Linked DNA regions of Gossypium hirsutum: regions 2 and 3 are each linked to region 1. Evidence: chromatin contacts called from public Hi-C data. All regions are on one chromosome and are shown on one strand. Each heading gives the region's core, a stretch centred on a gene start, on an enhancer-like site or on the middle of the called end of the contact. The rest is flanking DNA. Distances are from core to core; before and after follow the strand shown.

The links. Hi-C and Micro-C count contacts between places; a contact is called where the count stands out from the background.
Region 2: a contact with region 1 is called in a Hi-C map of leaf, with 4 times the contacts expected there. The contact joins the promoter of LOC107896718 here to the promoter of LOC107896715 in region 1. A contact is called at or near these places in 6 of 34 Hi-C or Micro-C datasets (callus, hypocotyl and leaf).
Region 3: a Hi-C map of leaf shows a contact between it and region 1, with 2.5 times the contacts expected there. The contact joins the promoter of LOC107920157 here to the promoter of LOC107896715 in region 1. A contact is called at or near these places in 4 of 34 Hi-C or Micro-C datasets (callus and leaf).

What each region holds. Positions count from the first base shown.
Region 1 is chrA10:94,473,248-94,476,606 of Gossypium_hirsutum_v2.1, reverse strand. It overlaps LOC107896715 (GTP-binding protein OBGC, chloroplastic), which reads right to left and starts at 1,763. Exons shown (of 7, transcript XR_005903479.1): 1 at 682-1,763.
Region 2 is chrA10:94,681,617-94,684,975 of Gossypium_hirsutum_v2.1, reverse strand. LOC107896718 reads left to right here and starts at 1,826. Exons shown (of 8, transcript XM_041079053.1): 1 at 1,826-2,197; 2 at 2,852-3,037; 3 at 3,299-3,359.
Region 3 is chrA10:94,283,614-94,286,972 of Gossypium_hirsutum_v2.1, reverse strand. LOC107920157 (E3 ubiquitin-protein ligase Topors) reads right to left here and starts at 1,567. Exons shown (of 5, transcript XM_016849697.2): 1 at 978-1,567; 2 at 729-866; 3 at 598-655; 4 at 174-445; 5 at 1-91. The coding sequence starts at 1,330. The coding sequence ends at 31.

The sequences.
Region 1 (3,359 bases), core at 514-3,013:
TTCGGTGTGATTGTCGTGCCTTACAAAGGTAAGGTAACCTTTTTTCAACGTTCTTCCATGAATTTAGACAATCTTTGGAGACCATATCTCCATTTCCATGTTTGGGAGGGTACTTTTAACAAAAATAAGAAGTCAGAGAAAAGTTCTAGTACACAATTTATTATCCATAAACATAGCTTCTGAAAGCATGTTTGATCCTTTTTTTTGGTTTTCCCTTTTTTTGGTTGCGAAATTGGCTTCTTTGATCCTTCCAATTGTTTGAATGGCAAGGACATATTAAACAGTATAAAACAATCAAAATACAAGAAGTGTAATGAAACCAAAACTATAAGATGCATTGATCATTCAAAAGCATAGTGGTACTTAGTAGGGGAGCTTGACTAGGAACTCAAAGCTTAGCTTGAATTGCTTTTAAAGTTTGAGCTCGATTTGAGATAAAGAAATTGCTTGATTAAACTTGTTTACCTAATAAAAGAGTTCAATTCTCATGCTCGATTGTTAGACTATGAATAGAATCTATACTGTTAAAAAAAACTCTATTAACTTGCAGGTGGCTCAAGTCAAGTGTTAGGATATTCAAATTCGGCAGACAAGATAAATATATATATATATATACTAATTTGAAATTTTCTGGGACCAAATCCGAATAACTTAGGAGCGAAAGAGAAAAGGGAAACTCACATTTCAGGACCCTCTTCTCCATTCTCAGCAATCTTAGGCACCTTATTGTTGCCGGACTTAAACGACGCATTCCCTCTGCCACCTCTTCCACCAGGCAACAACAACGCTCTTTGCCCCGGATACAACAGCTCCAGCAACACTTCATCGTTCCCGGCCTCTCTGACCACCGTCCCCGGCGCCACTTTCACCACCACATCCTCCCCTTTCCTCCCACACATCATCCTCCCTTGCCCGTGTGCCCCTCTCCCCGCCCTGTAATGCACACAATTCCGAAACGGTAACAGCGAATTCATCGCTCCGTCAACTTCCAAATACACGTTCCCTCCTCTCCCTCCGTCGCCTCCCGACGGTCCCCCTAACGGCACGTACTTTTCGCGCCGAAATGCAACCACTCCATTCCCGCCATCCCCTGCTTTCACGTAAATTTTGGCTCGGTCGAAGCATCGCATAACAGCCGGTACCCCTTTCTCCTTCAATTCCAGTCCCAAATCATCAAACTCTTCTGGTAAATTTATGAGCTTGCCATCGGAATCGTAATAATAAACCTCCTCTTCCCCTTCTTCCTCAAAATCCGAACTTCCATCACCATTGTAAAAATCTACGATTTTTCCATCGAAGGTTTCGTCCTGAAAGCCCAAACTTTCATTTTCTTCTTCTTGTTGTTCATTATCATCGTCATCGGTGTCTAGCATTTCAGCTTCGGCTTCAGAGGAATCATTGTGGAAGGCGAATTTCGCGACATCGGAATCAGAAAGCTTGATTTCATCAGATTCGTCCGAAGAGGGAACTTCGAACTCGAAATTGAAATCTTCCTTGGGAGGAAGGCGAGTGTAAGTGGTGGCTTGGGCACCCAAAGAAGAAGAAGAAGAAGAAGAAGGCGGAGGTGAAGACAAAGAAAGAGACTTGAATTTATTATTAAGTTTTTTGGGTTTGAATTTGGGGTTAGGGTTTCTTTTAGGAGAGGGTTTTTGAGTTCGGGATCGAGCTTGAGCTTGAAGTTGAGGACGAGAAAAGAAGCTGGCGGATATGGTAATGGAAGCCATTTTTTACTGTACAAGTAAGTTAACGCCTAAATTCCGAGAGGTTTTCAAGAGGGTTTAAGAATTGGATAAGGAATGGCTTATCCGCCACGTGTCCCTGATTTCCCTTTCAATCCCGGGCTTCTGGATTTTTGAGTTAAGGCCCAATTCTTAAGTTCAACCATGTTTTTTGGACTTATTTATTTCACTTCACCAAATTAATATACAAAAATTGCTAATTATTTTTTTAAGTATATATTACTTCATAACAAAACTTAAAATTTTGTGCTTTTAACATTTTCCATAAATTGTAAAGAAAAAACTTAAATTTGAATATTACTTGAATTTAAATATTAAAATTATGATATTCCAATAAAAAAAATTCATTATTAATATTTTGATATATAAAATATAGAACAATTAAAATGAAGTATTTGTGAAAATTAATGTGAATATATAAACTATATTCTAAACATTAAAATATAATCATTTCAAAATAAAATATTATATATCATATATTTGAAATATATATCAATAATAAATTAATTGTATACCCCATATAAATATTACACAATGTATTAGATTATAAATGAAGGCGAAATATATATATATTGGTCTAAAAATAAACATTTACATTAAAATTAACTGAAAGTTTGGTTCAATATAAAAGGATGTCGTAGGCATCAACCTTCAAATGCACAAAAGTTCATTCAAGTAAAATCACCAAGGCTTGAAAATTGCTCCTTATATGTGCATTGATTTCCTTCACGATAGATATGCTTGAGTGAGGCTTGTTCAAAATTAAGCATTAGTGATCTGTGATCATAAATTTACACAGCAATCATCCTATTGTTAGTGTTGATAAAATTCACCTCAATTTCAGCGTCTTCTTCAATTTCTAGCCAATTAATGCTTTTTTGAGAAGTTATTGTTAGGCCATCTCGAAGAGTCCACAATTTGGCTTCTACACTGGTAATCGATGGTAAGTGTGTATAGGACCCTCTCTCCCATTCACCCTTCCTTGTCCCATTTGACTCAAATCATTTAGGGGTAAAAGTCGTTGTCTCAAGTTCCCTGCCGAAGCAAAGAACTCACCTGCTTTGGCCACAACTTATCTAGAGAAATGTTGGGATTTGGACTAAAACAAAGGAGAAATGAAGCAAAGAGAAACGAATGCAAAAATGATAAAAAAAAACTGATTTGCATTATTGATTTCATTAAGTCAAATATATGAGTTACAAAGTAGTTACCTAATGTATAACTACTTCCATTAATTACATTGACAAAATATATAGCTCATCTTGCACACAAAGTAAAGCTGACTTATCAGCCAAAACATCACTTGAATATCATTCAAATCAGTAAACTAATCTTATTGATTCAAATAGAAAAATTACAAAAGAACTAAGCTAGTTACATATTAAACAAAACATAGCTACTGCACTATTTAAGCTTCAAAACTTCTTTGTTGTTGCATTGCAGGCCAAAGTTCAACACTCCTCATTAGACTGTATGCAACAAACACCAATATTCCTTCTTAACTTGTCAAACTTTGAAGTACTAAGAATCTTAGTTAATATATCAGCAAATTGATTTTCAGAGCTGCAATGAATCAAATTAACTTCCTTTGATTATTCAGCCTCTCTAACAAAATGATAT
Region 2 (3,359 bases), core at 577-3,076, 210 kb before region 1:
GCTACCTCACACACTACAAGAAAATAGGGCTTTAGTGGCGTTTGGACAAAAAACGCTGCAAATATTATACATTAGCGGCATTTTATTGAAAACGCCACAAAAAACTGAGCAATAGCGGCGTTTTTGGTCCAAACGCCGCGAAAAACTGAACAATAGTGGTGTTTTTGGAGAAACGCCGCTATTGCTCAGTTTTTAGCGGTGCTTTTGAAAAACCGCCGTTATAGATCGAGGTTTTAGCGGCGCTTTTAGAAAAACGCCGCTATTGCTCAATTTTTAGCGGGGCTTTTGGAAAAACACCACTATATATCGAGGTTTTAGCGGCGCTTTTGGAAAAACACCGCTATTACTCAATTTTTAGCGACGCTTTTGGAAAAACGCCGCTATAGATTGAGGTTTAGGGTTTAGATTAATTAGTGTTTTTTAATTTATATATATTAAATAATCTCTTATATAATTATAAAAGAGATAATTTTAATTTTAATATTTTAAAATTATAACAAATTATTTATTGAAAAATAAATAAATAAAAGTAACAGATTGATATGGATAGGTAATTATCTATTTTTGATAGGACCAAATTATAACAAATTAAATAAGGTCTTATTTTTATTTTGAATTCGATTTTCTTTTGATCATATCTAAAACTGACTTTATAAATAATATAAATTAACTACACCATTTCACTTAGCTATGGGAAAGTTAATTTCATTTTAGTTACTTAATTATGAAAAGTTACACTTTGATAACTAAACTATTTAGTTAGAAGTTCTCATTTAATTAAGTTACGAAGCTGTTAAAATCAATGTTATGGCTTTTTCTAAACCCTAACCGCTAACCCCTTAAATCAACAACCTTTTAACCCTCAGACCCTAAATCTCTAATCATAAACCCCTAAAAATATAAACACTGATCAATAACTCTTTAAACACCAAACCCTAAATCTCAAATCATAAACTCTTAAAACTCCAACCACTAAACCCCAAGCCTTAAAACTAACCTCTAAACCCATAAACTATAGATCGTAAATCCCAAACCCTAAAATCTAAAAAATAAATTTCATATGGATATTAAGTATATATATGTTCATGGTCTAGGATTTAGGGTTCATGGTCTAGGATTTGAGATTTAATTTTTAGTGTTTAGAGGTAAATATGGTGAACTACTTGTGTATCTTGGATTTTTTTATAATATAAATCTAAATAAGATAAATATAAATTATTATTTTTTTAAAAATATATCAAAATGGGTAAAATCCCAAAAGCATACATGAACAATGGTTTAGTGTGCAATTATATACATGCATGAACTTTAATTTGATCTAGTTCTTGTAAATTATTAACACAATTATTGATATAACATCATTTTATATTTATATATTCAATATAAAAATATATTGATGTATTTATACTTAAAAGAATAATACTTGTATTGCTTTGTCATTTTGTATTTTTTTTAATTCATCGATTCCATTTTATTTCTATTAAAGTTTCATTTTGTATTTTACATGTTAATTTAAAAATGATAAAAATCTTCAAAAAAATTGAAAAATTAAAAATTAAAAACTTAAAAACTTAAAATTTTAATATTTAAGATTTTAGTCCATATTTCAGTTAAAAAGATCAATATTCAAAATTTAAAAAAATAAAAATTCCAAAAAATGATAATCTCAACACAAAAATTTTAAAAGAAAAAAATAGAAAAAAATATATTAAAATGAAAAAAATAAAATTGAGCAATGTGGCGTTTTTTCCAAAAAAACGCCGCAAAAAATTGAGTTATAGTAGCATTTCTTATAAAAACGCCGCAAAAAGTTGAGATACACTTTCCATCTAATCCGCGTCGTTTTATTTTCACCCCTTCCCCTATATCCCCAATTTTGCGTTGCTAAAAACCCTGATTCTATTCCCTTTGGTTTCACCAATCAAAATCCCCTTCTCATAAATTTTCTCTCTTGAAAATTTCATGCCTATCCACCTTTAATCTCAACCAACGGAAGAGACGTGGTGTGCAATTTGACTATTCCAATTTCCTTTTCAATATTCAATTAAAACCCTAGCCTCTTCCTTTTGTTTCTATCGGGGGGGGGAAGGGAATCATGTCTTTCGATCTCATATGTTGAAGCTGTCCTGCAGCTGCTTCGGATCCTCCCAAGATCTGTACGGCTGAGGACCAAAAGAAGAAAGATGATGAGGATTTGGTGAGTGGCTATTCGGGATTTTGCCCTCGCTGATTCTCTACACTGCAAATCCGTACGCTCTTCCCTTTTTTTCATTTTATTTCCTTTTGAAAAATAAATTTTTAAATCTATATTCAAATCTTAATTCTTTTTATTCTAATATAAATTATTTAATTTCTTGTTTATCTTCGTCTTCAATTTCGTGTACGTATATAAAATTATTATGGATTTCTCTTTATTTTTAATTTTTTTTTATCTTTGGTGCGTTAGTTTCAGGAATTGATTTGCAGTTCTTATTAATTTCAATGGCGTTTTTAATTGCTTGTTCCTTCGATTAGTTTGTTTGATTTAGTTAAGGTTTGATCTCTTTTATGTTATAAGTTTCGATAATTATGCGATTTAAGTTATAAATGAACATAAGTGAACTGTTAATCAAACGCGTTATTCATTTACAACCCTAGTTAACACTATGGTCTCAGTAAGGCGACTAATAGTTTAGTTCATCTTTTGTAGATGCTATTCACGTCTTTGCTCTCCTTTCCCTCGCTTGATATTATCATTTTGTATTGAATCAAAAATGCATGGTTAGGATTTGACATTTTGCCAATTACTGCATCAAATTGCTTTAGTCTTGATTTGGTTTCCAGTTAGACTCTGAGATAGAAGAGATGGCAGTGAACCAGACGACGGCATTGAAAGTGGGGTTGTGTCTATTGGGCCTCTGTTTATTCGGCTACATAGTGGGTCCACCTCTGTATTGGCATTTCATGGAAGGATTATTAGCCTTCAGCCACACTTCCAACACTTGCCCACCTTGCCTTTGCGATTGCTCTTCTCAGCCTCTTCTCACAATCCCTGAAGGTATTCCCAACTTTTATTTCTATTTTGCTTTTGATTGTTCGCTTATGCTTGAAATTTCTGTCTTTGAATATGAAATTTTGAATATCCTAGTATAGAAGATATGAATAATTTCTTTAAGTTGTATTAGCTTTTTTTTTTCCAGTTGTATGTGCATGTTACTTTTTTAATTAAAATTTTGATGATATTTTAGATTTGAAATTTCTGCATCAAGCATTGTCGTCTTGCTAATGTGTTGTTTGTTTAATGTTGTGGATGATGCAGACGTTTGTGAGAAGAAAATAAGCTTTTCACTAGCATTTTAACTTGATTTAAACAAGTTGAT
Region 3 (3,359 bases), core at 318-2,817, 190 kb after region 1:
ATGCAACTCGGCTAAGCGCCGCTACTCCATCTATCTATACTCAACTACTGCATCATAAGTTTCCATGGTAAGTGGACTCTCCACAAAGCATCTGGTGTACATTTCTAAAAGTTTAATAATAACAGAAAAGGAAATCTTCAAGCAAACCAAAAAAGAAAAGGTGTATAACTCACCTGAGTTCATGCCAAAACATGTTGGTTTGGTCGTGTAAAAAAGGTTCCAAAGAAGCAAGAAAGTTGTCATTGACAAAACTGAGCTGTGTCGAAGAGGCGGAAGAGTCATCATGCTTTCCTTCATGTCTAGAGAAGAGAAGCGAGGACACAACATGAAGAATGATTGATGGATCTGGATCTCCAAGGATAGCCTCAAGCTCCCTTTGAATCCATGGTTCTATTCTTTGCAGTAGTTTCTCTTTCTCAAAATCATTCCTAATCCTAGGAACATTCTGAAAGCAAAGAGAGAAAGCATCAAAATGATGCAAAATAACCCTTCCTTGCTAATCAAATCCACTGATTTATGTCATCCATATTCGTCACATTTCAAATATATGGAAAAAAAAAATGCAAACCTTCAAAGAACTAAACCAGGTAAACCTACCTGCTGAAAACCATTACCATGATATATAGGCACAGCTTGCAGCCGTCGGTTATACACACTGCAAGAGAAACCCTATCAGCCAAAATCTTAGAATTAAGCAAATATAACTAAATTGGGTCTTCATAAGGTACCTGGCACGCCATTGAAGCTTCCTTTCGGCGATAACAAGAGGCGACACAGTCCCAGGTCGCCCAAAAGATCGCCGCCAAGGCAACGGTCTCGTTCTCCGGTTAACATCGTTTATTTCTCTTCTGGTCCTTTCGATGATCCTAACCAAATAATTAAAAAGAAAAAAAAAAGGAATAACCTAAACAATCAATTCTTTTATTCGACTTACAGTTAAAGACTCAGATAATCGTTAATCAAAAAAGAAAATTCACCGTCGACGATCAGATACGGTGAACCGAGGTCGTGGAATAGCCGATTTGCAGTCAGAGATAGCAGGTAACTGCTGTTTGAGGTATCTTAGAGAGGAGAGATCGATTTTGTAGAACCAAGAATCGAAGGTGGAATTGCAGAGAGGGCAATTCCTCTTCAAATCGCTCCACTTGCGGATGCAGTCCAAGCAGTAAGCGTGGAAACAAACGGTGAGAACTGCCGCTCCAGGAATGTCGATGGTTCTCAAGCATATGGGACATGTTTCGTCGACGATGGCCGGACAAATTACTCTTCGTATGAATCTCTGGATGTCCGATTTCCCCAATGGTTTCGGTGAAGACGAGGGTGAATCCATTTGAGGAAAGAGAAGAGAAAAGAAGTTGGTCTTTAGATCACGAATTTTTATGTTGTCGCTGAAAGGCGGTGTTGCCGTCGTGAGTCGATAATAGATATCAAACGAAACTCCAAAAAATATATAGGGATAATACAATATTGTCACCTCACATTAGCTTTAGAATTCAATTTGGTGCCTATATCATCTTTTAGGCTTAAATCATAATATGATTCTTTACTCTCTTTTTTTTCTCACTAAACTTTGTTTTATCATAAGTGGTACCTAAATTATAGTTCGTTATCCGAAATAATACTTAAACTATACATTTTTCTTAAGTTGGTACATAAACATTTTTATGATCACAAGTGCTACTTAAACTATACTTCCTTACCCAACATGATGCCTAAATTATACTTCATTACCCAAATTACTCAATTGTTAAACAAAAATATTTTAACCAATCATTTTGTGACACGTGATACTTTATATTAAAATAAAATTCAAAGAATATAATTAAATTAAATTATAAAAATATTAAATTGAATTAAATTAAAAAATTTCAATTCCTTGTAATCTCTCCCTAAAATTCTTTTTTTCCCTTTTAATTTTTTTCTACCCAGTTTCTGCCCAATATTAGGTTTTCACTCTTTATCTGAATTTTTTTCATTATAGAGATTCATATAGCATTAACTATTTTATACAAAATATATAGAAAAAAACAAAAAAAATTATTTTTAAGAAAAATAATAGACAAGTTTTGATTGAGGTTTAAAAATGGAGAAGAAACTCACTGAAATCTGGGTTTTGTCATCAACTACGTTTCAATGAGTTTTGCGATGAGTTCTTGATTTTTTTTCAAAATCAGATTTCTTCAGTGAAGAACAAAAGAGATAAATATGTTTACAAATTTTGGAAATAATAATTAACTTTTTTGGGAACTTTGTAGTACCATGTGTCACAAAATAATTGGCTAAGAGGGTTTTTTTAACTACTGAAATAATTTGGATAATTGAGTATAATTTAAGTACTACTTTGGGTATTGGAGTATACTTTATGTATCACTTGTAACCAAAAAAAAATGTTTAGCTAAACCTAGGAAAAAGATTTATAGTTTAGGTACCATTTTGTGGTATAATTTAGGTATCACTTGTCCAAAAAAAAAGTTGAAATACCAACTTGAAAAAAAGATATAGTTTAGGTACCATTTTGTGGTATAGTTTAGGTATCAGTCGACCAAAAAAAAAAGTTTAAATAGAAACTTGAAAAAAAAAATAGTTTAAGTACCATTTTATGATTTAAACCTATTTTTTATTATCATATATATACATTTTGGATTCAAATAGCCCAAAATGTTTACTGATTAAATTTTAAAATATATATCATTTTAGGTCAATCTCAAATAAACACTTGTTATCTAATGTGTTATTCTAGATATTTAAGGTAATTTGCTCAAGTCATATTTTAAATAATTATAATATAATCATTAAGATTATTTATTACGTTATGATCACTCAACTGTTAAATCTCGTTAAAAAGTGTAACAAGAAGTTAATGTGGCACATTAATGCAATCTATTCATACAAATTCTTTTGTCAAATTATACAACTAAAACAAATTTCATTCTTTTTCTTTTATTCTCTTTTTATTTGTTTATTTTCAATATCTTCTTCTCCCTTTCTTTTTATCTCTTCTCCCTTCATCAGGAAACCTTTAACAAAATTCCAATGTTAAAATTTTATTAAGATAGCCCAAAAGAATCCTATTTTAATGAAGCAAGATACAAAAGAATCCTATTTTAATGAAGCAAGATACAAGTTCTCTTCTTCCTATGCTATAATGAAATCTAACAGATTAAGTTTTTGATGTTGCATGATGAAATTCCATTGCTCTGAACTAAAATTATTGCCTTTGGATTGAACCCAATCTGTTACATAAAAGTTCATATCACTATTGATATTAGTCACTCATATTACTTCATCTTTCTCTCTATTTTCATTGATGAGCTTCTTGTTTTGTGAAGTTTATATTTTTAATTTCTCATTATCATATA